5 separate regions of the Sus scrofa genome follow, and all the other regions are linked to region 3. A link is a contact called in public Hi-C, HiChIP or PLAC-seq and promoter capture Hi-C data. All regions are on one chromosome and are shown on one strand. The core of a region is the stretch at or near the end of the contact, and the rest is flanking DNA. Distances in the headings are between cores, read along the strand shown.

Region 1 (4,997 bases), core at 1,331-3,830, 240 kb before region 3:
CCAAGAAAGGCTATCGATACCAGAACAATGTGGCCCTCGCTCTCCTGGGAACTGCACGATCTTATAATCTTCTGGGGAGATGTTTCATTTCCCGGATGGGGACCCTGAAGTACTAGACCTTGTGGCAGGCCCAGAGGAAGCAATAGAATTGTTGCCTAGCTGATGTCCAGACCTCGGCCGGTCCAGGGCAGTCATGTCCAGTGCGTTTCCCCGGAGGTGCTCGCTCATTATGTCCAGAGGTACGGGTCTTGCTTAAAGTCAATACCTTTCCAGCTGGCTCTCAAACTTGCTTAAAGTGAGCAGCGAAAGAGGGTGATACCTATCTCTCCATCTACCATTCAGAGACTCACTGCCTGCCTAACAGAAAACCAAGCACCACACACTCCTGGGAACTAGCAGGCGCAGGCACACACACCTGTCCTGGCCCTGGGCTGAGAGGCAGGGCAAGGAAAGGAAGCAAAGAAAATGAGACCTGCCATTCAAGCACCATCATGTGCCAACACAGCCCAACATACTGCACTGACAATGGGCTGCATGTCTTGTTGTGACCACAGACAACCTAATAATCCTCCACCCAGGGCCTCCACTCCTTCAGGTATAAAACAAGGGACCCAGAGTCCTCTTCTGACAAGTTGTCATATTCCTGACTCTCAGGCCTCTAACCAATGCTCTATACAGACAGGATGCTTTCTAGTGAGAAGCCAGCTGCACGACAAAACCAAGGATTGATTTCCAGGCAGGGACACCGGGTTCACATGTTGATGACCCAGTTTTCCCTGCAATATTGTCAGATGACCCCCAAGGCAGCAGGAAGCAAGAGGGACAAACTCTGCTGGACTCGTGAATCAAAGCAGCTCCCAGAGGTCTAGATGTTACACCAGCGGTTCTCCCTACCCTAGCCAGGACCCTCACCTTAGTGAAGTTACTGAACCGGCCCAAGACCATGAAATCAACAAAGACCTCACCAGACACACGGTGCCTTTCTGCAGTAGAGGTAAAGATCTAAAACCCCGGCTGAGACTACAGTTTATCAATCTCCAGCCGACGGCTCTTCTTGTAAAGCAAAGCTCAAAGTCTTGCTGGCCCTGGGCTCCTCTGTCATCAGTTGGTCTTGTGGGCAATTTCAAGTGCTCCGAAAAGTCACGGAGCCTAAAGAACTGATATCCACAAGAAACTCCAGCCATTAGCTTCACTTTCTTCATTCCAAACTTTGAATTGGTGCAGTTGGTATTTCGGGTTTTTTAACTTCCTCTGCTCATTTCTGGAAGTAAGGACGCACAATGAAATGCAAGAAACAAGTAGTTGGAAGAGAAAGAAAGACCCCAAACAAACAGGACCGACACAAAGTCCTCTAACTCAAATACTGGGCAGGGCCCCAACTTTCTAACGGGAGCAGTTGGACAATCTCAAAGAAGCCCAAGGACCCAAAGAACCTCTCTCTCATCATAATCACTATCCATTACCACACTCTCCCGACCACACAATAGAAAGCGCAGTAACTGAAAAGTCAACATCTTTGACACGATCGCCATAGAATTCAGGAAGATGCGTTATTCCTACTATGAACAGTCCTCAAAAGCAGGCCTCACCTTCTCTAATGGTTATTCCCCCTTCTCTCTAACCCAGGAAGACCCTGATCTGTGGCCCAAGGAAGCCAGTGCTTCTCCAGTTGATACATCTTGTTCGAGAAGAAAAGAAACCCGAGGAGGATTTCCAGGCAGGGGTAAAGAGGTCTGGAGGATGGGGAAACCTTGAGCAGCCACATCAAACGACCAGAAACGGAGGACTATTCAGGTAGGCCAATGCCACCTGCCCTGTCAACTGGACAGTGAGCTAGGCAGCCAATTATAAGGAAGAAGGGGGAGAACAAATGCAACAAACGGGGTGAGGTGAGAGGAGAGGATGATAGCCATTCCACCCCACCCAGGCCTTCCCTCTGCGCTCCAGGGGCTGCCCGCTGCCAGACGCAGGAAGCTTGAGGGGCTGGAGGGAAGGGGAGGACGCGACGGCACACCACCGTCGGAGGCACCAGGCCTCGCGTGGCGTGCAGGGAGGCACACCCGGCCGGGATGGCGTGCAAGGGCGGGGTGGGCGTGCAAGTGGCTTGTCGAGGGGGTGCACGCGTTACTGGCAGGGCCGGCCAGGCGAGGGCCCGGGGCGGCTGGGGGCGGGTGGGGGAGGCGTGAGCGCGCACGGGGCCGCGCTCGGAGGGGCGCGCGCGGGGGAGCTGGTTACCGTGTGGTTCACCCCCCACATCAGAACGCTGAGGATCGGCTCGCTGGCCCGGAATAGCTTCACTTTCTGGCACACGAAATGCTTCTTCTTGGTCTTGGTCTTGCTGGCGCTGAGCGGCGCCACCGCCACCGCCGTGGTGCTGGTGCAGTTGGACGACATGCCCGGGGCGGCGGCGGCGGCGGCGGCGAAAGGGGGGGCGACCGAGACGGCGCACAAGCCAGCGGCCCCAGGCCTCCCCCAGACCGATCCCCACCCCCGCTCCCTCACCGCGCCATGGTCGCGCCCGTCCCGTTACCTCCCCACCCCGCCCCGGTGGTTCCGTCCTCCCCACGCTCCGCCCTCTCTGCCCCGCCCCGCCCCGCCCCGCCCCAGGGAGCCCGCCCGCCCGCTCCGCACCCCGCCCCCAGGCGGTACAGCTGCCCAGCCGCCACCGGGCCCTCTCCTCCCTGCCTGGGTGGTACCGCCCACCCCGGGGAGGCAGCGGCCGCCCGGCCCGCCCCTCCTCCCCGGGCCTGACAGGAACGGGGCCGGCCTCCGCGTGCCTCAGAATCCCGCGCCCGAGCAGGGAGGGGAGGAGGACTGGGTAGGTCTCGCTGTCTACCGCGGGAGGGTCTCCCTGTCCGGGCCCACCAAAGCCAGGGTTTGGCTTTTTCCTCAACCTGACGTGCCAAGATGGCGGCAGCGCCACGGCTCCGGAGGGGAGGAGGGGCGGGAATGCGGGGGTGGGACGTACCATCCCCACCCCGGGGGAGAGAGAAGGAACACTGCGAGGGGAAAAGAAGGTCCTGCCCGGAAAGGCAAGGAACGCCCCCTCGCTCCACCCAAGCGTGGATTTTCCCACTCCTCTGGACCCCGGGGATGCACGCCACCCGCGGGACACGCCCCCTCCCCCCAGGGCCAATGAGAGGAGCCAGCCGGGAGCCTTGGGTTTTATGAATGGGTCCCGCTCCCACCCACCGGCCGCCGGCCTCCTCCCGCCAAAGGCTCGGGGTAAGGTGCAGGCTGGCACCTTAAGACACCTATCCTTCAGCAGAAAATTATAATCTTCTTACTCTCTGGCCCACTTGATGAGACCTTTGAGTAAACCGCCCACGCTTTGTTACATAATTCCTCTCGAACTGAGACTCCACATATTGGATACAAATTGCGGATCAATATTGCTCTGTATCGGAATCTGGAATTCGGTACTCACCCTAAGTTGCTCTTTACACAGTTAGGAAAAAAATAAATGTGGTCTTTATTACCAAGTAATAAAAGACATAATTAACCCTGGCAGGATAAGGTGATGAAATGAATGACAAGTGTATGTCACCTTCTCTCTGGAGAAAAACTGAGTTTTAAGCATGATAGTTTCTGGAATCGTAAGTGTTCAAAAATATAAACCCAGATTCGTTCTAGGCAGAATTAGGAATCAGCAGAACAAGGAACTAGAGCAGCTAATGTGTGGGTCAGCAGTGCCTAGGACCTCCTGGATGGAGTGAGAGCCTCTGGTGAAAGAAGTAAAGGGAAAGGGGTAGAGATAGGAGACTGGTCCCATGAGTTTGGGTGGTTTTTGTTTTTTTGTTTTAATACCTGACTAAAAAATAATAGCAAACAACACCTGAAAATCTAGAATTGTAATAAGATTACTACATGATAAAAGGGAAGCCATGAAATAAACAGCTTCCATTTTATTTTCTTTTAAGAGCCAAGGAGTATACTGGCAGTTTGGTCCTGACTCCTAAAATCATCTGACTTCAACACTGCACTGCCCACACTGCAGACTCTAAGCAGTGTAAAAGGATTGATACCCTACGTCCTATCAATAAACCCAGGCCCCTCCAAAACTAGCCAGATTCAAAGAGGAAAGAAAAGCTGACCTGCCTTACTGTGTTACTGGATGACAAGATACAGTGTGGTCCTATTACATAGTAAAGTCACTTACCAAACAAGATCTTCTCACAAAGCTAACTTCTTTTTTTAAAAGCATGAAAAAATATACATTTGTACATATACACACTATGCTTTACAGCTGGAGAAAAAGTCCAAATACTTCAATAGTTCATTTACAGGGCTTTTCTGCATTGTTTTCCCTTCCAGATTCTTTGTCACTCCCTGGGCTCTACCTGAGTGGCTTTGGGGAGAGAGGCTTCCAAAAGGTCCGGTCTATACTGAGGTGGTAGTATAGGGGTGTTCACACAGGTGGAGGGAAGAGGAATAAAAAGTACCCTGACCATGGGGAGCAGGCTTCCAGAGCAACATGAGTGCTCACCCCGAGATGCTCCAGTGCCCATCCACTAAAAAAAAAAAAAAAACAAAAAAAAGTTAACATCTGCTCTGCACCCAGCAAAAGTTACCGAGGGTCCCATAGAGCAAGTCACACGGGTTCTCAAAAGAAATGGGCTGTTTCTGCGATCCACGGGGGACAGTCACTTTGAACAGTGGTGGTTTGACATCTGTGGAAGAAGCCATTTGAACTCTTATAAAGAGAATTTGTAAGGGGTCAGCAGCCTCCCTGAAAACTTCAGGAAAACCAGCAAGACAGGCGATGGCTTTCATCTTTTCATAAAGTTCTTCTCCAGAGCTACTGAGGTCCTCTGCAGGGAATAAATATTCCGCTTCACCCGATCTTCCAGAGAGGAGGTAGATGCGCTCTCTAGCTTCATGCGGCTAGGAAGAGAGGACAGGTGACAGTAAGTAACAAGCATCTGTCGCCCGGTCAACCATCTGGCAGAATTAGAACAGGCTGTGAGCTGTAAAGCAGCTGTAGGAACACAAGCTCT
Region 2 (5,131 bases), core at 414-2,913, 200 kb after region 3:
CTCCTCATGGGGCCGGCGGGTGCGGCCGGGGCCGGGCGCTGCGGCGTGTGGAGGGCAAAGACTGGGGGCCCGGGGCAGGCCCGGGAGTTCCGGCACCGGGAGGAGGCAGAGGAACGGCGGGCAAGAGCCGTCGGCGGGGAGGGGAGACCTCTTGAATCCCGCAGGGCCTCCTCCGCCTCCCGCGGCGGTGGCGACGACTGCTTGTCGCTAGCTCTTCTCTCTCCTCCGCCTCAACTTCAACCCAAAACAAAAACACTCCCCACCTGCCAGCAACGCCGCTCCTCATTGGGCAGAACCGCCCGGGCCTCGGAACGGTGTGGGGAGGGGGAGGAGGAGGAGCGCGCGGCGGCGGCGGCGGCAGCAGCGCAGGACCACCCCTCCCCCACCCCGGGGCGCAGCCCGCGACCATCCGCCCGGGAGCGCGGCGGCGGCGGCGTGAGCCCGCCCTCGCCTCCAAGGCCGCCAAGCCCACCGCAAGAAGAAGAGGCAGGGAAGTGTCTATATGTCTGTGTGTGTATTTGTGTATGGGAGGGGCTGTGGGGCGGGAGCGAGTGTGCGCGTGCTCGCAGACCAGTGAGAGAGAGGAAAGCAGGACAACTGCACACAGCGCCCAAGCCCCCCTTCTCCCATCCGCGGGCAAACAGCACGCACCAACCCACCAAGCACTTGAGCTGTCTCGTCCTCCCCCGCCCCCTCAGTCTTGTCGCTTTCCCGGTAGCTTGCGCTGGCACACATGTCCTTCCCAGACACCCAACTCCCTTCCCCTATCACTCACTGTAGCCTTGAACCCAAAGTGCAGCAGGCGGTCCCTGCTTGGAGCCATTTTTCTCCTCTCTGGCCGTCTCTAGATTGGGGCTGTTCTGATGCCGCCGCCGCCGCCGCTGCCGCCGCCGCCACCGCCTTCCCCGCCCCCGTGGATTGCATTACCGGGTGTTGCAGGGAGGCCTAGGGGGCCGCCGCGGGGAGTGGATCTCCTTGTGCATGGTTTAGAAGGACAGGGGGTAATTGCGCTGCCCTCTGCTCTGGGGATATGCGGCGAGGCCGCACCTCGTGCCTTGGGGTCAAGGGGTGCAGTGCTGGAGCTGGGCGACCATTCCTTTAGCTGGGGGAGGGGCACGCTTTGGTGAAGGTGGGGGCGGGTGAGGCAGAAAGGCCTCGGCTTCTCCCGCCCCTCTGCTTTCCGACCGCTGCTGGCACCCAATGGGCTCTAGGGCCTGCCTGCCCTCCAATCAGGGCTCTGGTTGGTGAGATCCTGATCCTGACGCCACTTTGGCGGGAGAAACAAGCGTGTCTGAACGAGTAGGCGGGGGCGCTTGCCCAGTAGTAACATTCATTCTGACTCAGGCTCCTTCTATAGAAGCTGGATGTGTCATGATAATATGTACTTTAGTAACACCAGCCCTCAAACCTTGAAGTCTCAAAATTTATGATCTGACTTCCATGAATTAAGAAATGAGTTTACACTTAGAGCGACAAACTACGGAATTATATCCCAAATATGAAACATTGGAAACTATATCATCAATTCTAGCAGTGCTGGCTGGACTTACAATTGCATTTCAAAGCAGATATGAGTTTATTTTCATACCCCTGTTACTTTGTACTTTCAGTAACTGGCTTGTCTGATTAAGAGATGTGGTTCTGCAGGGGAAACAAATCTGACTGTGGGTTTGATCCTTGGCCTCGCTCAGTGGGTTAAGGATCCTGCATTGCCATGAGCTGTGGTGTAGGTCGCAAATGAGGCTGGAATAAGACGTTGCTGTGGCTGTGGTGTAGGCCAGCAGCTGTAGCTCCGATTGGACCCCTAACCTAGGAACCTACATATGCCTCGGGTTTGGCCCTAAAAAGCCAAAAAAAAAAAAAAAAAAAAAAAAAAAAAAGTTCTGTAAGAGCAAATTGTGCTGGAGATCTTTTAAAATAGGCATATTTGGAGTTTGCGTCATGGCTCAATGGTTAACGATCTGACTGGGAACGATGAGGTTGCGGGTTCGATCCCTGGCCTCGAAGGATCCGGTGTTGCCGTGAGCTGTGGTGTAGGTTGCAGACGTGGCATGGATCTGGCATTGCTGTGGCTGTGGTGAAAGCCGGTGGCTGCAGCTCTGATTAATTAGACCCCTAGCCTGGGAACCTCCATATGCTACGGGCGAGGCCCTAAAAAGTCCAAAAAAAAAAAAAAAAAAAAAGGCGTATTGTAGCTGGAAGGCTTATTACCCAACTCTGAAAGCACTTTTTTTTTCCCTAGAAAAGAACCCAGGAACCCAGCTTCAGTAACTCATTCTCAGGCCCACAAACCCAGATCTAGATGTTATAGCCTCCTCCTGTCCCAGATACTTTTAATGTGATTGCTTTACTGCAGCCATATAAAAACAGCCTTTTGTTGCATCTAACAGAACTTTTCTCCCAGCAAGAACTATTGATACAATTGGTGACTAAGGCCTGTAAAAGATAGTAAAACTGGCTTGAGCAGGTAAATCAAATGAAGAAAACTTTCACAGTTCTGTTCCCCTAATTATCCTTTCCAGTTACACATTTCAAGGAAGGTTTTTCCTTTGTTATTTTAAAATACTTTTGATTGGACTTTTAAAAAGCTGAATAAACAATTATCCAAAAGTTAGAAATTTATTACACATAGGCATGTTGCTTTTTATCAAAGAAATTTATTTGCATGTAAATAAACAGGTTTCTGTAATGTTTCGGGAAAAAAAATCCCACAGATTTTGTCTACTTTCAAAAAAATGAAAAACCCCAAAGTATTTACAGAACGGCCATACACACAGAAAATCAAATTTAAAAGATTACTTTTTTTTTAGAAAAGCCCCTCCCAACTGCTCCTGATGTACATTTTTAAAACTCAAAATTTAAAGCTCAGCTTTTACAGCTGAGCATGTTTCCCAACCTAGCTTCTGAGATGTTAAATACTTCCTACCCCTCAAAAAACTAACTCAAGGGTAGAAATAAGGGAGGGAAGGGGATTTTTAAAAAGGTAAACAAATATGAGATTACCTAGGGATTGTGAATAATGAGTTTCCTATACTGGCGTCTGCTTTAAGTGACTCAACTGGATACTGTGACTCACTGGCTCCCTGGAAAGATTCTTTTGAGAATTCACAAGAGTGCTGCACTAAATTTTCAGACCCAGGCCTTAAGGTAAATCTTTCTAAGAGTCACCAATCTTAAGTTTGGCAGTTATATCCTGCTTAACCCCTCCCCCACCTCTACAATACTTGTTTTAAGACACTGATTTTGAACCTGGAATCTTCATGTACATCAGAGCAGGTTTTGACCAAGGACCCCTAACATGAAGCCAAAGGACAGAAGAGGAATCAGGTCAAACTAAGAATACACAAGACACCAGCAGCAGAAGATAGGTAGAAGTTGACTTCATGTCCTTGCCGTCTTTTGGAACAGGAGAATGAGTACACCTAGACAGGAGGGAGGTGTCCCAGGCTTGGTTTATTCTGCCTCTTCTCCTCCACCCTGTGGAGAAATGCAGTGCTCCCTGGTTCTCAGGCAGGGTGAAGCAGTTTAGCCCCGGCTCCCTGTTAAGCAAGTTCAGATGCTGGGTCAGTGTGTGGGGTGTGCCCATCGACAATTCAGGGGCTTATCCTTCATCCAGATCCTAACTCGGGATTCTTTGATCTGGGATGAAGACAGAAAGAGAGAAAAAGCTTCCCAGTTTACTCATTTTGGTATTTGTTGGCTCTGTTTGGGGGAGCTGAGCCCCTGATACTATGCAGTATATTCCCCATAAGATTTTTCCCAACCAAAACAAACTTAAAAACCATTTAATTTTTTTTTTTTTTCTCCTGCAGAAACCAATGGGATAGGATTCAAAACTAGGTGAGAAACTTGTGAGAAATCCAACCTGGTTGTATGTTTGAGAGGCTGCTACTGTATCAGCATCACAAGATAAAGCACTCTGGTATCACCTTGCCCATGTCCTCCTTAGTGTCACCCAAGACATTTGACTCTGATACGGTAACCGATAACTTTTCTTGCTCCACTTTGCAAGGTTTCGTTTCCTACTTCTTATTACCTTAGGACACAAGAGTGGCAGAGTTGTTGAGAGCTGATGACCAGAAAAGGGAGAACACTAAAGGAAATCAGAGACAGTCAGGAAAGAAAGCCAAAGCTGATTTTCCAACTCTATGCTAACTCCAACCTGCAGAAAGAGCTGAATATAGATATCTTCTTATTGATGAAGTCACTCCATTTATGATATACACACACACACAAATGAATCACCTGGCTTTTTTTTTTTTTTTTTTTTTTCAATCCAGAAGAGTTGTGCTGGGGATCGTGCCCCGTCCTGCTGATACAGATCCTGAATGGAATCATCAGGAATGGCACAGTGCAGGTGTCAAAATCAAAGTAAGGCCGCAGAATTTTGAGAGGACCCTCCAAATACTGAGAACTTGTGTTGCACTCAAATGGTCTCCTGGATTTCTATATTTATGAGAAGGGCTTCTTATTGATGTCCCCCAGAATCCAGACTCAGACCTATTCCTTCAAAAAGGTCCAATTGTGTTGCTACATAGTAGCAAGGGTTTATCTTTATGCCCACCTAGCATTCCAGGCCCCCATTACTTCAAGTGAGCTTGAAACTGTTGTAAGTGAACTATGGCTGCAAATTTTTTTACTGTTTTATCTAAGGGAGCATACACTGGAGTAATTAAAGTCTAGACTCCTTATCCTTGTGATGAAGGGAAACAAGGAGCCCAGCTCATAGGAATGGCATCAGTTCTCCTACAAACAAAATGCTGGGATGTGGACTTTTGGCACACTGTAGCAATAGGAGAACTATTAATTCTGTAATGGTTTTCATGCCACTGGTTCAGGGAGGCTGTCCCACTTTTAAACCTTACTGCATCTGAAAACATGTTTACATCCCAAAAAGCCAGCCCAGCTTTCTTTAAAGGAAAAAGAACTACAAACCAATACCTCCATAAAGAGATTAACTCCTAATATTCCTATGATGTCTGAACCCTATGAAAAACCTCCTAAAACAAAAATACCATTTTGGTTTTCTACTTAACTCCAAAGGTGGGCTCTGACTAATTTGCTTGGGCTTGATACTACAGTACCAGCACAAGCTACAAGCTCCCTACCACCAAATAAACCTTGCTCTCCC
Region 3 (5,094 bases), core at 249-2,748:
AAAGTAACTGGCTCAAGGTCGCACAGCAAGTGAGATGCTGGGACTAGAAGCCAAGTCTCTGGCCACTCTCTGTGTGGTCTCTGAAAACTGGTGGCTCTGCACCAGCAGCCTCATCAGCTTCCACTGCCCTCTACCCACACCCTCCCTCTCAACAGGGACCCAGGCGTGTCTCAACTACCTTCAGGGATTTTTAAAGTTAAGCACTCTGTCACTGACACTGTGTCTGATGCCAGCACACCCGAGACACAATAGCCCAACCCCAGCAACCCCCTTGCCAAGCCCTTCACCTCCTGCATCCCATTCCAGGAATATCTATGCCAAGGGGCTCCCCAATAACCCACCTCCCCAGCCCCAAAGAAGGTCTGGGTGCATGAGGAGAAAAGAAGAGAATGTAAAATTATTTGTTAAAAAAACAGTTCTCCTTTTATAACTGGAGAGATTCAAGGCAGAGCTCAGAAAGGACTTCCAAGTGGGAGCGATGATTGCAGTGAACTGCGGTGGAGAAGAGGGAGTGTGCAAGATAGGATTGCTCACCCTCAACCCCAGGTTAGAGCCAGGGTAGCTAAAGGCCAAGAGCCACCAGGGCAGAGCAAAGCAGGAGTGACAGGAGGACCCTGGAGGCCAGGGGATGGGAAAGAAGCAACTTGCTTCTTTCTGGGCCCAGGGCTGCTCTCCAAGTACCAGAGAGAGGAAGGCATTAGGCTCCTGCTGCCCTTGTTGGAGGAGAGATGCTGGGTCTCCTCCATCCCTCTGGCTGCTCCCACCCAGCCCCCAGCCTGGGTCAGCCGGCGAGTGGGGGCAGGGAAGAGGAAAAGGAGGCAAAACTGGGGCAGGAGGCACCCCCAGACTCCATAACTCATCAGAATTCAGCCTCACCCGGTGTGACCGGGGGTCCCTAGGACTCTCCCGCTGTCCCCTTTGGAGCCAGAGCCCACTCACTGCCTTATGGCTCCCCCGCTCCTGGGGTCCCTCCAGGAGGGAAGGAGAGATCGGGGCATCAGTGTCTGGCGCCTCCACCCTCACTCATACATACACCCCGTGTGTTTAGGAAAGTGGGGTCCCTGTCCACCTGCCACAGTCCACAGGGCTCTTCGCCTCCCGCAGACACTATCCCCCGCGTCCCGGACATCGCCAGCCTGCCCGGTCTTGCCCATGCCCCCGCCTGCCTGCCTGCCAGCGCCCCCGACCCCCTGGCCCACCCGGGCCAACTCCGGCCAGTCCTACCTGCTCCAGGCGGGGGGCTCAGCGCCCGGGCAGCCTCCCTGAACACCAGCACGAGGAGCCAGAGCTCGGCCCGCATGGTGGGGGCCAGGACCCGCCCCCGGCCCGCAGCTGCCCCCGGCCCGGGCTAGGGAGCGCGGTCCCCGGGGCTGGCAGGCGGAGGGGTGGGTGGCGGAGCGGCGGCGGATCGCGGGGCCCGCGAGCAGCGAGAGCCGCCGAGCGCCAGCCAGCGGGCGGAGAGCGGGCGCAGCAGCCTCGCGGGGCCGGGACCCGGGAGGGGGCGGGGCGGGGGCGGGGCGCCTCCGGAGCTCGCCCGGTCGCCCCGGGTCCTCCCAGCTCTGCCCAGCGCGCCCCGAGAGCTCCTGCCGCTGCACCCGAGGCGGGGGTGGGGAGGTGCGGAGGGAGGAGGAGGGGGACCGGGCGGGAGCCCCCTGGGCTGGGAGAACCCCCCGCAAAGAGCATCGGTCGCCCCCACACTGCACCTTAGCTCCTGCCTCCCTTCCCCTCCTCCACTCCTCGGGGAGCGGGCGGCAAAGCAAAGGTTGGAGGGGGCCAAATCCGAGGAAGGAACCCGCGCGCCCCTTCCTCGGACCACGGGCTGCTATCATCCACCCCCGACCCAGCTCTACCAGATTTCCCGACTTTCTGGGCTGTTCCTCGGAGATACCCATCCCCGCCCCAGGAATCTCCCCTTGCTGCAGAGGCCTGGAGTCCACGCCCTCCCATGGCTCCTCTCCACTTTATCCGCCACCCCCACCCCCCATCTCCCACTGCCAGCAACCTCTGGTCCCCCAGGCCAGCAGACACGGGGATGGACGGGGCCTGGCTCATCCCTACTTTGAAATAACCTGGACTTCTCCCCACACCCAGAAGGGGACCGAAGCCACCCTCCTCTCAGGGACCCCAGGCCTCCTTACGGCCCAACACAGTCACTCTCCAAAGCCTGCCCCAGAGCAAGGAAACGTCTCACTCCAACTGCCACCACTTATAACAGGCTCTAGGGATAGATCACTTTTTTTTTTTTTTTTCCCTTCCAGAGCAGAATAAAAATACCCACAACTTAGGAGATTTAATAGACAGCAGGGAATCAGGTCAGGACACGGAGGTACCTGTTCGCTCCCCGACCTACTTCGGGCGATGGCATGGAACTCAGGCGCTGGATGGTGAGAGAGTGAGCGGTGAGGGGGGCACCCTGACATATATGAGGCTGGGGCCCAGGGACTGGACAACGCAGAGGTGAGCGCCATTGAGGGAATTCCCCCAGGAAAAGGGTGTGCCCGGGGTCTGGAGGAGGAACAGCGTGGGCTGGAAGAGGCGGGTTGCCTGGCATTGAGACAAAGAGGGGACCAGAGAAGGAAACGAGAACTAGACTCCCTAAAAGTTCAGAATGCCAGTTCCTCCTTCCTCAGGACCCAGGGTCCCAGAAGCGACCTCCTCCAGCCCTAAGCCCTTATGCATTCACAATGGGACAACACGAGGTCTGTCTGTAAGTTCTTCTTGTTGTCTAATTTAAATTGAGATTTTGCAGACACAGGTTCAAAAAGGCTGCTGCCCCCAGCTGTGGCTTCTTGCTGCCCTCTAGTGGCCGCGTGACGAGCCGCAACGCGCGTGTTTTGCGGTTTTCCTCACTTTTCCAGCCCTGCCCCGACCCTGCCCACGAGGTCCGATGCCAGGCAGGCAGTTTTACAGATCTTCGCTCCTACTCCTAGGGGTCAAGGTGAGAGGTCCCAGGATGGAATTCCGGCTCCGGCACTGATCTCTTCGTACCGGGTGCCCCGCGGTCTGTTTTAAAAGGTCTCTTATGAGGACTCAGTCTGAAACAGCAGCTTGCAAATAATTAGGAGAAAATGACGCATCAAATGTTTAAAAGTGTAAACTTCCAGAACTTGAGTGTACATCAGAATCACCTGGAGGGCTTATTAAAACACAGGTTTCTAGGCGCCACCCCCACGCTCAATAGTTGAGCTGAGGCCGAGAATCCGCGTTTCTAACAGGTTCCCAGTTGGTGGTGCTGTTCCCAGTACCACATTTTGAGAGCCACTGCTCTAGAATTTCCATGTTTTGCACTCTCAATCCTCATCTGCCCCAAATAGAGGTGGCGAAGGAAATGCCAACGAAAACTGTGGAAGGAAAAGGAAAAGGAAAAGCTTCAACGAACATTATTGTTGGAGAATCGGGATTTGCTGGGCAGAAAAGTATCGCGCCAGGGGGCACCCGGATTTGAACCGGGGACCTCTTGATCTGCAGTCAAATGCTCTACCACTGAGCTATACCCCCTCTGCTGGCCAAAGCGCGCGGATAACTCCTTAGTGCTACTGCGACGTAGGCGCTGTGACGTGTTCAAGAACAAAACTGAAGATGGAAAAGATACAAATCTGGAGGTATTATTCATCTGGATGCAATTTGTTCTCTGAAGCTCTGAACTAAAGGATTCTAATGATGTAAGAAAAATGCAGTTTGGGGAAGTGGGAGGGTAAGTCTCTCGAGATTCTTCTCCTCAGGGGCGTTCCTATGGGCCCCGGTCCCCCTCCCCTGCCCTGCTAGACCCCCTTAGCGTTTCTCTCGGCGCCCATCTCTCCTTCCGACACGCTCACGCAGAACTCTCCAGCTCTTAGAAACTCGGCCTCCCTTCCTCCCAACAGCAGTCGAGGTTCCGAGGCAGGCCGATCTGCGAATGTTCCCGCCTCTGCGCTACCAAAGTGGGCCTTCGAACAATCCCTTGGGAGGCTGAGGGCGTGTTCTGGCAAGACCTGGGACTCCACCATCAACCGCCTGCAAAAGACAGCAACAGTGCGGGAGAACCCCTTCCCCTCTTCGCCTGTAAGGGAACTTCAGCAGCTGCACTGCAGGGCTAAGAAAACGGGAAAAGTCTCGATCGCCAAGGGGGCACCCGGATTTGAACCGGGGACCTCTTGATCTGCAGTCAAATGCTCTACCACTGAGCTATACCCCCTCCGCGCAACCTCGACGCGCTGAGGATAGGTTTCTGTGGTATAAGGAATGATGTTTCTTGTGTTTCCATTTGATGAAAACCTAATGGAAAGAATAAAGAATCTGATCAGGAATGTTTAGAATTCCTGAATTCTTCCTCCACAATCACGCCTCGTGGAAACCACAAGGTTAAGAAATCCTGAGCCCTGTATATCTGTGTTCAGACTCACAGAGATGTCCCCTACCTGATTTGAGAACGGAAGAGACCCATCGCAGGTTTTCTGGGGTCTTCTGGGGTAACACCGCTGCTCCCTGGAGATGGGTTTCCACGCTGTTTCCAGCTCTACCTAGACAGGACTCCTGGGCTCTTCCAACCCCTAAGCCCCCCGCCCCATGAGTTAGCATCAGTCACTCCTTCCCCTAGGCCCAGGCAGAGCCCAGAGCGCTGAGTCCTGTCAAGTCCCGAGTCACTCACCTGGCAGAGGGCTGTAGAGCCCAGAGCCAAGGAGCCAGTGCCCTAGCCAAGCAGACCCTAGAGGCAGCCTCCGTCCATTTCTAAAGTGGATCCCTCCTGCCTGAGAGCTTGGTGTGAAAACCAAAAGCCAGTTTGCTGCACAGGCAGAAGGAGCAAGCAGAAATAAGAGGTAAACAATTTTCAATGGCATTTATTCCACCTTCATAAAAATCCTAATACAGCAGCAATGGACAGAACATTGTAAATCAACTATAATTAAAAAAACCTTTTTAAACCCTAATACAGTGTGAAAACAAAATCTTTACAAAAAGAGAAGCGAAGCGGGCGCTGTAGGAATCTGGGACATGTAGGGGGAGCAGGCCTCAGACTGGAAGGACACTGGGAGGGAAGGGGTGGCTTAAAGCTTAAAAGCTGTGGTCAGAGGCAGCGACTCAGAGGGAAGGGAAGGGTGAGGAAGGAGTGGAACT
Region 4 (5,099 bases), core at 2,574-5,073, 240 kb after region 3:
GAGCTGTGGTGTAGGTCACAGACGCAGCTAGGATCTGGCATTGCTGTGGCTGTAGGGTAGGCCAGCAGCAACAGCTCCAATTCAACCCCTAGCCTGGGAACCTCCATATGCCACAGGTGCAGCCCTGAAGAGACAAAAGACAAACAAGAAAAGCATTGGAGTTCCTGCTGTGGCTCAGTGGAAATGAACCTGACTAATATGCACGAGGATGTGGGTTCAGTCTCTGCCTCTCTCAGTGGGTTAAAGACCCGGTGTTGCTGCAAGTTGTGTGAATTTCCATATGCCGCACCTGTGGGCCTAAAAAAAAAACCCATGAAACAAGCATTCAGGGTACACATAATTTTCATGTGTGATAAGGGAAGGACAACGGACAAATTTTAAATGACTAAGCTTTGAGGGAGACTTCAGAGGATTCTTGAAACCTAAAATCTAAACTAACAAACTGGGAATTCCCATTGTGGCTCAGTGGTAACAAACCCAGCTAGTATCCAAGAGGATGCAAGTTTGATCACTGGCCTTGTTCAGTGGGTTAAAGGATCCAGTGTTGCCATGAGCTCTGTGTAGGTTGTAGGTGCTGTTCAGATCTGGCATTGCTGTGGCTGTGGTGTAGGCTGGCAGTTGCAGTCTGATTCGACCTCTAGCAGCCTGAGAACTTCCATGTCCCACAGGTGTGGCCCTGAGGAAAAAAAAAAAAAAGGAAATAAAGTTTCTGGAGTTCCTGCTGTGGTGCTGTAGGTTTAAGGATCTGCAGCGGCTCAAGTTTTGGCTGAGGCATGAATTGGATCCCCAACCCAGCATGGTGGGTCCATTATTCCTGGAGCTGTGGCTTGGATTCAAGTCCCTGGCCCAGGAACTTCCATATGCTATGGGTGCAGCAGAAAAGAAAAAAACAAAACAAAACAAACCAACACACGCACAAAAAGAAAGTTTCCACTTCTGGAATGATGAATTAATTTGGATGATGAACTTATTTTTTTCATATTTTGGCCACCCCCCTGGGGCATATGGAGCTCCCAGGATAGGGATCAGATCCGAGCCACAGTTGTGTCTCTGGGACAACACTGGATCTTTAACCCACTCTGTGGGGTCAGGGGTTGAATCTGTGTTCCAGTGCTCCTGAGTGATGACGGATCTCGTTGCACTTCAGCAGGAGCTCATGGGTGATGAATTTTATTTTTCAAGATTTGACACATAATCACAATTCCATCTGCTGCTTCTGCTTTTTTGGGGGGGGTATTTTTAGGGCATATGGAGGTTCCCAGGCTAGGGGTCAAATTGGAGCTGCAGCTGCCCACCTATGCCACAGCCATGGCAATGCCGGATCCCAGCTGCCTCTTCGACCTACACCACATCTCACAGCAATGCCAGATCCTTAACCCACTGAGCAAAGCCAGGGACTGAACCTGCGTCCTCGTGGATGCTAATCAGGTTTAAGTGCAGAGCCACAGAGGGAACTCCACAATTCCATCTTCTGCCCCCCTTTTCTATTTTACTGTGGATTGTGGGTGCACTCTGTGTCAAAAATTGATCTTATTTATTTATTATTTTTGGCCACACCTGAAGCATATGGAAGTTCCCAGGCCAGGGATTGAATCCTAGCCACAGCTGTGGCAATGCCAGATCCTTAACCTGAGAGGCCACAGCTGGAGCTTTATGATCTCATTTAAAAGATAGGAAAAGAATGGGAATAATTTTGGTGAACTCATGCCAATGTTTAATAAAGTAGGCCAGTCATTTAATCTAATTATCCATTAAGTCCCATGACATCTGCCATTATGTCAGACACTGGTGGAGACATTTACATCCAGGCCTTCTTGCAGCAATAAATTGGGAGTTACCACACTTGAGTTCCAGTACTTATTTCTTTTTTTCTTGATAGTATTAATTTTACTTCCATAGATTATTTAAAAGTTGTCATGAAAAAGTTTTTTTTTTTTATCAAGATATGTGGACTTAAACATTTAGGTAAAATTTTTTTGGTACTCATGTAATCCAAGCAATATGAACACCTCCAGGGAGTGATTTTGAGAGTCAGCTTTTCTGCCTTCATTCAAAATGTTTTCTGGCTTCTAACCTACTGGCTGGTGTTCCCCTCTTTGCATATACAAATCCTATGTACTCTTCCTGGGCCAACTCAAATGTCCCATTTTTTTTTCTTGTTTAGCCACCTCATCAAATAGAGTTCCCAGACCAAGGATCAGATCCCTGCCACAGTTGCAACCTATCATAAGAAGCAGTGCTAGATCAGTATGCCAGGCAGGGGATTGAACCTGTGTCCTGATGCTGCACAGACACCACCAATCTGGTTGCACCCCAGAGGTAACTCCTAAATGTCCTACTTCTTTGTTGGGGGGGAATCTTTTTAGAGCTACACCCATGGCATATGGAAGTTCCCAGGCTAGGGGTCCAATTGGAGCTGTAGCCGCTGGCCCATGCCACAGCCACAGCATCGCCAGATCCGAGCCGGGTCTGCGACCTACCCAGCTCGTGGCAATGCTGGATTCTTAACCCACTGAGCGAGGCCAGGGATAGAACCCCTAACCTCATCGTTCCTAGTTGGATTGTTTCCGCTGTGCCATGATGGGAACTCCCTAAATGTCCTACTTTTATAATGCTTTCTTTTATCACTCCTAATCTCCTTTTGAAACTTCACACTGCTGTTTATCATTCTTATATTCTTCGAACATTTATCACATTATTATTATTATTATTTTGCATTCCAGTAGCATGTGGAAGTTTTTGGGCTAGAGATTGAACCCTTGCTATAGCAGCGATCTGAGTCACTGCAGTGACAATGCCAGGTCCTAAAGCCACTGCACCACAAGGGAACATATCACCTAATATCTTCTTGTGTATGAGTACATTGTCCATATTCTACTTGAGGACCCTCAGTGGCACTGTTACACAGAGAAGGAACTTTGTCTTACAGATACATGTTTACTGAAGTAAACAATGAGAAAGCCTGGACAAGTCACTTAGCTTCCCTGTGCCTTAGTCTTCTCACTATCACAACCCTATTTCAGAGGAAAGTTGTGAAGATGGAATGAGTTAATATGTGCTAAGGAGTTTTGAAAAATAAAAAGGAAGGGAAGTGTAAGATTTTTGTCTCGTTCATGAATATTATGCTTTGCTTGTTTGTAATTATAATCCTCTGTGAAAATAAAAGGCTAAATGATTCCTAAAGAGTCATAAGATGATCTCAAGAGGTGATGAGCATTCAAGTCTTTAAGCAGTTGAAAGGGTTAGTGCCACACAATGAAAGAGCTTGTAGTATAGTGTCGGACAAGAATTTGAATCTCTTTTTTTGGCCCTTGATGGACCAACTTTGTCACCTTGAGTGAGTTATTTAGCTCTTCTGAGACTGGGTTTCCTTATCGGTAAAATAGGGATAAGGAAATCGTGTTTTGCAGGGTAGTATGAGAAATAGAGAATTAGAGATAATGCACGTAGTAGTATATACAAGTGGGAAGAATTGTTAACACTTAGGGACTTGGGTTGAAATGTCCTCACATTTGTCCTTTGTTCTGTTGACATTATTTTCATCCTGGTACTTGAGAGTTGTTACAAAGCATGCAAAAATTAGTTTGCGCTGGCGCCTGAGAACACGTTTTTGTTCAATGAGTTATTAATAAAGTTTTGAATTTAAAAGATCATCCTAGACCCAATAAAGCTTTGCTCGAATGGGAAGCCGGGATCTTATCGCGAGAATCTGGCGGAACGCGTTTCTGGCCGGGGACCTGCTCTCGCGTTGTTTGAGCAAGCAGCCGCGAGAGGTGAACGAGAAGCACGAAGTACCGCGAGAGTTGGGCATATTCTCGCGATACTTCTCGGGATTACCCCCCTCCCCCCGCTCCTCCAAGTGCCGTTTCGGTTTAACCTAGTGTGTGACTGTGAGTCTGTGTGAGGGAGCGAGTGAGTGTGTGAGGTATTGAGGTGAGGCGGAAGCTAGAAACGGGGCTCCCTCAAGAGCGAGGGACAAAGGGGGTGTGAGGCGCCTAGGTCGCGGGACCCCAGCGACAGGAAGCCGCCCCGAGCCGGGCTACCGGGTAGGGGAAGGGCCCGCGCAGTCCTCACAGGGCCCCAGAGCCCGAGTCGGCCCCACAGCCCCGGGCCGCCGGCTTCCTACTTCCTCGACCTCCTTCCTGGGCGCCTAGGCCTGAGGATTGGCTCGGCTGGAGTTGGAGGGGAAACAGACTCGAGCGGCAGTCCGTTGTCTCACAACTCCACTGCTGAGGAACTCTCATTTCTTCTCTGGCTCCTTCACCCCCTACCTCATGTAGGAGGGTGCTGAGGAGTCGGGAGGGAGGAGGAGCCTGGGCTACCGTCCCTTCCCTCCCCACCCCCTTGTAGGGGTGATTTTGTAGGCGTGGGGCTGGGGTTGGGGGGGAGGGTGGGGGTTACTTTTTGGAGTGCTGGGGAACTTTTTCCCCTTTTTGAGGCCTGGGGAAAGGGAATGCCCAATCCAGAGAGACATGGGGGCAAGAAGGACGGGAGCGGAGGAGCTTCTGGAACTTTGCAGCCGTCATCGGGAGGTGGCAGCTCCAACAGCAGAGAGCGTCACCGCTTGGTGTCGAAGCACAAGCGGCATAAGTCCAAGCACTCCAAAGACATGGGGTTGGTGACCCCCGAAGCAGCACCTTTGGGTACAATTATCAAACCTTTGGTGGAGTATGATGACATTAGCTCAGATTCTGATACCTTCTCTGACGACATGGCCTTCAAACTGGACAGGAGGGAGAATGATGAACGTCGCGGGACTGATCGGAGTGACCGACTGCACAAACACCGTCACCATCAGCACAGACGTTCCCGGGACTTACTAAAAACTAAACAGACAGAGAAAGAAAAAAACCTGGAAACCTTTAGCAAGTCGGGATCGATGAAGGACCGGGTATCAGGAACTTCGAAGCGTTCAAATGAGGAGAATGATGACCATGGGAAGGCGCAGATCTCCAAAAGCAGCAGCAACAAGGAATCCAGGTCATCCAAACTCCATAAGGAGAAGACCCGGAAAGAACGTGAGTTGAAGTCTGGGCACAAAGACCGGAGTAAAAGTCATCGGAAAAGGGAAACACCCAAAAGTTACAAAACAGTGGACA
Region 5 (5,045 bases), core at 1,631-4,130, 220 kb before region 3:
TCCACACACCAAAACACACCGAGCCCAAATCACCCCCCTGCACCTCCTTGCTTACTTGACAGCCCCGACATCCTCCGCATAGCGCTGCATCTCCTCCCGAGCCCTCTCCTCCCGCAGTTCCCGCTGAAGCTCCTCAATCTTCTTCCGCTCGGCCTCATGCTTCTGCTCAGCCTTCCACACTTTCTCCACATTGCGGAGAGTCTGCGGGTGCCAGCTCTTCTTCAAATTCTGTGGTTAATGAAAGGAGGGAGAAAACAATGCAGGGAGTGGATGGGTGGTGAGGATAACTGACCCTGACTCACCCATTCCTCTATTCGTGCCACAGCAGGCATGTAAGGGCAAGACATCTTTGACGATGGCAAGGCTGGCACACAAGGGATGGGAGTGGAATATGGTTGTTCAAGAACTTAAAGTTTCAGGATAAAACGGGCCCTTCCTGCCTTCCCTTCAAATACTTCTAATCTGAAATGTACATGAGTCTGACTTCTACTGGCCATGACTAAAGTGAGGGTTGGTGAGGACCACACAGGAGGAATGGGGCAGGGAGCTGGGAAGGTACAGATGCTAAAAGGCAACATAACTCAAGTGCCTTTGGCTCTGGACATTCATTTCTATGAACACAACCTTCTTTTCCTTGAGTCCACTTAACCCTCCTCAAACTTGCATGGTTTACAACCCCACTTAGTACCTCTTTCAACCTTCCTTCCCAAGAATCACCCCCCTGGATCTGATCTTCCCCTTCACCCTTGAAGAATGCTTCTCCCCTCCCCCCCTCCCCATGAGCCACTACTTTGGTTCAGCTTCCCCCCCAAGGAAAGTTTCCTGGAGGAGATGTCATCTAAAGACAATTATAAATGAGCCTGGTGATGTAGGAAGAGGGGAGGAAGAGGTAGATTTCCAGAGGTAACAGCACACACAGCTGTAGGCCCAGTGGTAAGAAAGAACATGGTACAAATAATTCAGTATGGCTTGATACCGGGGAGCAAGCTGACGGAAAAGGGGCTCAAGATGAAGCCAACTAGGAAAGCAACAGATTAAGGGGCTTAAGGAACTGGATTTTATCCTGTTGACAGTAGAAAAGACTAAACATTCATTTGCAGGTGAGAGGCATAACCAGTCTAGTATGTAAAGAATGGATTGGAGAGGACCAAGATTGAAGACCAGAAGACCAGTTAATAAGTCTATTTTTTCTCTCTTTTTTCTTTTTAGGGCCGCGCCTACAGCATATGGAAGTTCCCACACTAGGGCCAATCAGAACTGCAGCTGAGGTCTAAGCCACAACCACAGCACCACCAGATCTGAGCTGCATCTGTGACCTACACTGCAGCTCCTGGAAATACCAGACCCTTAACCCACTGAGCAAGGACAGGGATTGACCCCGCATCCTCATGGATACTAATCAGGTTCTTAACCCACTGAGGCACAGTGGGAACTCCCAGTTAATAAGTCTACATGAGAAAATGGACACAAGGTACTTGCCATGTGAAAGGTGTACAGTCAAGGAGGGCTCCTTCTTCCTTTTCTTTCTTTTCTTGTCCTCCCTTTCCCCACATCAGGCTCTTCAGGCCTTCCTTCCTCCTCCACCCTTCCCTCTTATCACAATGGTCCTCCTCTTTGGCCTTCAATATGGGTGACTTTGCCTCCCAGGGAACATTTGGCAATGTCTATAGATAATTTTGGTTGTCACAAGTGGGGGAGAAAGGTGCTACTGTCATCTAGAGGCTAGAGGCCAGGGATGCTGCTAAACATCCTACATGCACAGAGCCACACACACAACAAAGAATTATCCAGCCCAAAATGTCAACCTGAGGTTGAGAAACTCTGGACTACAGCTTTTCTATCCTTAAGTGCAGCTACTTGAAGGCACTAAATTAGACAAACCTTGACGGTATCTTGGAACTCATCCTAATTGGTAAGAACTGACAAATGCTAACATAGCTACTGGACAGGTGGCTAAACAATCTATTTGCTGATTCAATTAGCTACATATTCAGGAGATTAGCATTTTTCTGACCTTGCACCATGCTCTTGTGGGTACATCTGTCCAATTTTGGGCCCTAGCCCCCTAGAATGTACTATACAATTTAAGAGAAATAGGCATACAACTTATATTAAGTGCTACAAATTGAGAAAAGAAGCTCTGCCACTACAGATCAGAATACAGCACTGAAGTAAGAGTGGAAGTAAGAAAGATGAATCTAAAGATCTCTTCAAGTTTAACATGGACCCAGGACATGGCTCAGGGAGGAGAATAGGGCACAAATCATCCCTACTACAGCCCAGGACATGACTGAACTCTTAGCTGAGGAAAGGAGATGTATCCTATCCCAAGATACACAAAACAAAGTCTATGCGCCACGTCCTACATACCTGCCTCCTTTCCTAGCCACAATTCCAACTGCCCTAGGGCCCTCCCAGAATTTCCAGCCAGAAGGTCTCTCTGCCAGCAAACAATGACCTGCCATCCTTGACGACCCACTTCGCACATCTTCCCAAGTCTCCACTCGGTCCCTCCATAGCCTTAGAGATCCTTCCCCTGTCCAGGACTATGGCTCCCTCTCCCTGAAAGCAAGGCAGCGTTGCCATGATTACCCACTGCCACCCCCGCCAATTTCCGTCCCCAGCCCAGTCTCCGGCCTCATCCTTCCCCCGCGCCCTGGACTCCCTCACTTACCAGGTCTCCGCCCCCCATGACGGCGGAGACGTTTCCTCACTAGGCGGACCTAGAAGATTCAGAAAGGATGGGAGAAAGGTAAAGAAACAGTTCAGCTCCGACTTCCCAGATCTGGTCCCGGGGGTAACTGGACACCACTTTCACTGCCCGATCCAGAGCCCACTTCCGGGAGGGCGTCCCATTGCGGCGACGGCGTCGCAGGATCATGACGTTTTAATACGCGCTGTCGCGTTGCGTAGCGGTAGCGTCACGGGCAGTTTCGCAGGTTGCGGCCGTGATATCGCGGGATTTGTGGTCGTATTTTCATCGCCGCAGCTTGTCCGTTCAGCGGACATTCCAAACCGTGTGTTAAAGCGGCGTGGACGTGTCGGTTGGCAATTGGTCAGCGCACCATGGCGTCCCTGTGGAACTGCACTTGGGGGTCTACCTCGCCAACCCCAGCCTAGCCCCCCGAGGTATCCAAACGTCTTTTCAAATGAGCACTCTCCTCAAACCTCGACTCACAGCCAACCCCCTTACTCTAGGCCTATTTTACGGAGTTAACTAGAAACCATCGAAACACCATTAGCTTCCCTGCACCAAACCTTTAGACTCTGCCAGTTTACCCCTTTCCCTAACGTTTATGATGGAAGAGGCATCCCTCCTACCTCAGGCCTGGCTGTTCATCCGCTGCGATCCCACCCCTCACATCTGGTATTACTTAATTCCTCCCTCTCTCCTCTATCCCAAGTATTGGCTCTTTGTCATCATCATTTTAGATACGCTCAATTGATGCTTAAAAAAAAGAAAAAAGAGACCTCATGTGTTCTCCCCAGCTGCTGCACTCTGTCTTTAGCAAACTTGAAATGAGTTGTCTCCACTTATTTCACTGCAGCGGCCGGATCACTGCTGTGGTGCCAGTTTGATCCCTAGCCCAGGAACTTCCGCAAGCTGCAGGCACGACCAAAAAAAATAAAATAAGATAGAATAGCATCACAGTGGCGATCAATTTGAAATAAATAGAAATATCAAATCACAGCATTATGCACCGCAACTTTACATGGTGTTATAGGTCAATTACACTTCAAAAACAAACTCAGCAAAAAAGATCCGATTTGTGGTTACCAGTGGTAGGATGGGAGGGGGGGGATTGAATGAAGGTATTCAAAAGCTACAAGCTTCCAATTACAAAATAAAAAGTAATAGGGATGTAATGTATAAACATGATTAATATAATTAACACTAATGTAAGTTATATATGAAAGTTAAGAGAGTAAATCTTTAGTTCTCATCACAATGAAAAATATTTTTGTTTTATTTTGTATCTATATAAGATGATGAATATTCAAAAAAAGAAGAAAAAAAAATGGAAATTCCCATTGTGGCACAGCAGAAATTAATCCAACTAGAATCCATGAGGATAAGGGTTCAATCCCCAGCCTCACTCAGTGGGTTAAGGACCTGGCGTTGCCCTGAGCTCTGGTGTAGGTCACAGACGCAGCTCAGATCCTGTGTTACTGTGGCTGTGGTGTAGGCTAGCAGCTGTAGCTTGAATTGTACCCCTAGCCTGGGAACTATATGGCTATATGGAACTATATGACCCATATGCTGCGGATGCACCCCTAAAAAGAAAAGGAAAAAAAAAAAAAGGAAGGTGAAAGACTGCATCCATGAAAAGGCAAATTTTGCTCAGTTATGAAAGGATATAGAGGCAAAAACATCCAATAAATATTTGTTGTGTATTTACTGTGTGCCAGCACTGAGATCACATGTTACTTGGAGAACAGAAAATAAACAAATGCTCAAACAATCCAATGGTCAGGTCATGATACATGCGAAACCCAGGCAGAGGCATCCCCAAGAAAACAACAGCTGCATTTAGTGCTCAGACAACAACAGAGGTGTGCTTGTTCAAGTTCTGTGCCAAGTTCAGGAAGCATGCCTGGACCTACAACTCCAAACCTGCTTTTCCAGCACTTACTCATGACATTTTGCCCTACCAAGTAGCTCTTGTGATGATTTCTCTCTGTGTGACTTTTGCTAAAGCATACATAGAGGAAAGAGCAGGTATCAGAAATCTGCAGCTCCTTTTGCACAGCAAAGGAAGGAAACCATAAAAAAAAAAAAAAAAAAAAAAAGACAACCTACAAAATGGGAGAACATGGTTTCAAACAATGCAACCGACAAGGGTTTAAATCTCTAAAATACACAAATAACTTTCACAACTCAACAGCAAAAAAGCCAACAACCCAATTGAAAAAATAGGCAGAAGACCTGAATAGATATTTCTCCTAAGAAGATAGACAGATGACCAACAGGCACATGAAAAAAAATGCTCAACATCACTAATTAGTAGAGAAATGCAAATCAAAACTACAGTGAGGTACCACTA

The links. Promoter capture Hi-C pulls out the DNA fragments that hold promoters and counts their contacts. Hi-C and Micro-C count contacts between places; a contact is called where the count stands out from the background. HiChIP or PLAC-seq counts read pairs in DNA pulled down with a chosen protein or histone mark.
Region 1: a promoter capture Hi-C map of fetal liver shows a contact between it and region 3, with 2.7 times the contacts expected there. The contact joins the promoter of PIP4K2B here to the promoter of PLXDC1 in region 3. A contact is called at or near these places in 2 of 5 promoter capture datasets (fetal liver and liver), 1 of 47 Hi-C or Micro-C datasets (skeletal muscle) and 1 of 2 datasets of contacts at active chromatin or transcription factors (skeletal muscle).
Region 2: a Hi-C map of liver shows a contact between it and region 3, with 2.8 times the contacts expected there. The contact joins the promoter of FBXL20 here to the promoter of PLXDC1 in region 3. A contact is called at or near these places in 2 of 47 Hi-C or Micro-C datasets (liver and skeletal muscle).
Region 4: an H3K27ac HiChIP or PLAC-seq map of skeletal muscle shows a contact between it and region 3, with 2.6 times the contacts expected there. The contact joins the promoter of CDK12 here to the promoter of PLXDC1 in region 3. A contact is called at or near these places in 1 of 47 Hi-C or Micro-C datasets (heart right ventricle) and 1 of 2 datasets of contacts at active chromatin or transcription factors (skeletal muscle).
Region 5: a contact with region 3 is called in a Hi-C map of skeletal muscle, with 3 times the contacts expected there. The contact joins the promoter of CWC25 here to the promoter of PLXDC1 in region 3. A contact is called at or near these places in 4 of 47 Hi-C or Micro-C datasets (liver, mesenteric adipose tissue, skeletal muscle and 1 more).

The regions. Positions count from the first base shown.
Region 1 is chr12:23,314,696-23,319,692 of Sscrofa11.1, reverse strand. PIP4K2B (phosphatidylinositol 5-phosphate 4-kinase type-2 beta) reads right to left here and starts at 2,580. Exons shown (of 10, transcript XM_021067062.1): 1 at 2,236-2,580. The coding sequence starts at 2,394. It overlaps CWC25 (CWC25 spliceosome associated protein homolog), which reads right to left. Exons shown (of 10, transcript NM_001244652.1): 10 at 4,248-4,884. The coding sequence ends at 4,770.
Region 2 is chr12:22,869,927-22,875,057 of Sscrofa11.1, reverse strand. FBXL20 (F-box/LRR-repeat protein 20) reads right to left here and starts at 1,663. Exons shown (of 17, transcript XM_013979813.2): 1 at 776-1,663. MED1 (mediator of RNA polymerase II transcription subunit 1) reads right to left here. Exons shown (of 20, transcript XM_021067050.1): 20 at 2,638-5,131.
Region 3 is chr12:23,069,696-23,074,789 of Sscrofa11.1, reverse strand. PLXDC1 (plexin domain-containing protein 1) reads right to left here and starts at 1,498. Exons shown (of 14, transcript XM_021067058.1): 1 at 1,225-1,498. The coding sequence starts at 1,300. It overlaps TRNAC-GCA (a tRNA gene), which reads right to left and starts at 4,174; the gene lies at 4,103-4,174. It overlaps TRNAC-GCA (a tRNA gene), which reads right to left and starts at 3,498; the gene lies at 3,427-3,498.
Region 4 is chr12:22,830,119-22,835,217 of Sscrofa11.1, reverse strand. CDK12 (cyclin-dependent kinase 12) reads left to right here and starts at 3,823. Exons shown (of 18, transcript XR_002337130.1): 1 at 3,823-5,099. It overlaps MED1 (mediator of RNA polymerase II transcription subunit 1), which reads right to left and starts at 4,813. Exons shown (of 20, transcript XM_021067050.1): 1 at 4,699-4,813.
Region 5 is chr12:23,295,885-23,300,929 of Sscrofa11.1, reverse strand. It overlaps CWC25 (CWC25 spliceosome associated protein homolog), which reads right to left and starts at 2,880. Exons shown (of 10, transcript NM_001244652.1): 1 at 2,675-2,880; 2 at 56-228. The coding sequence starts at 2,692.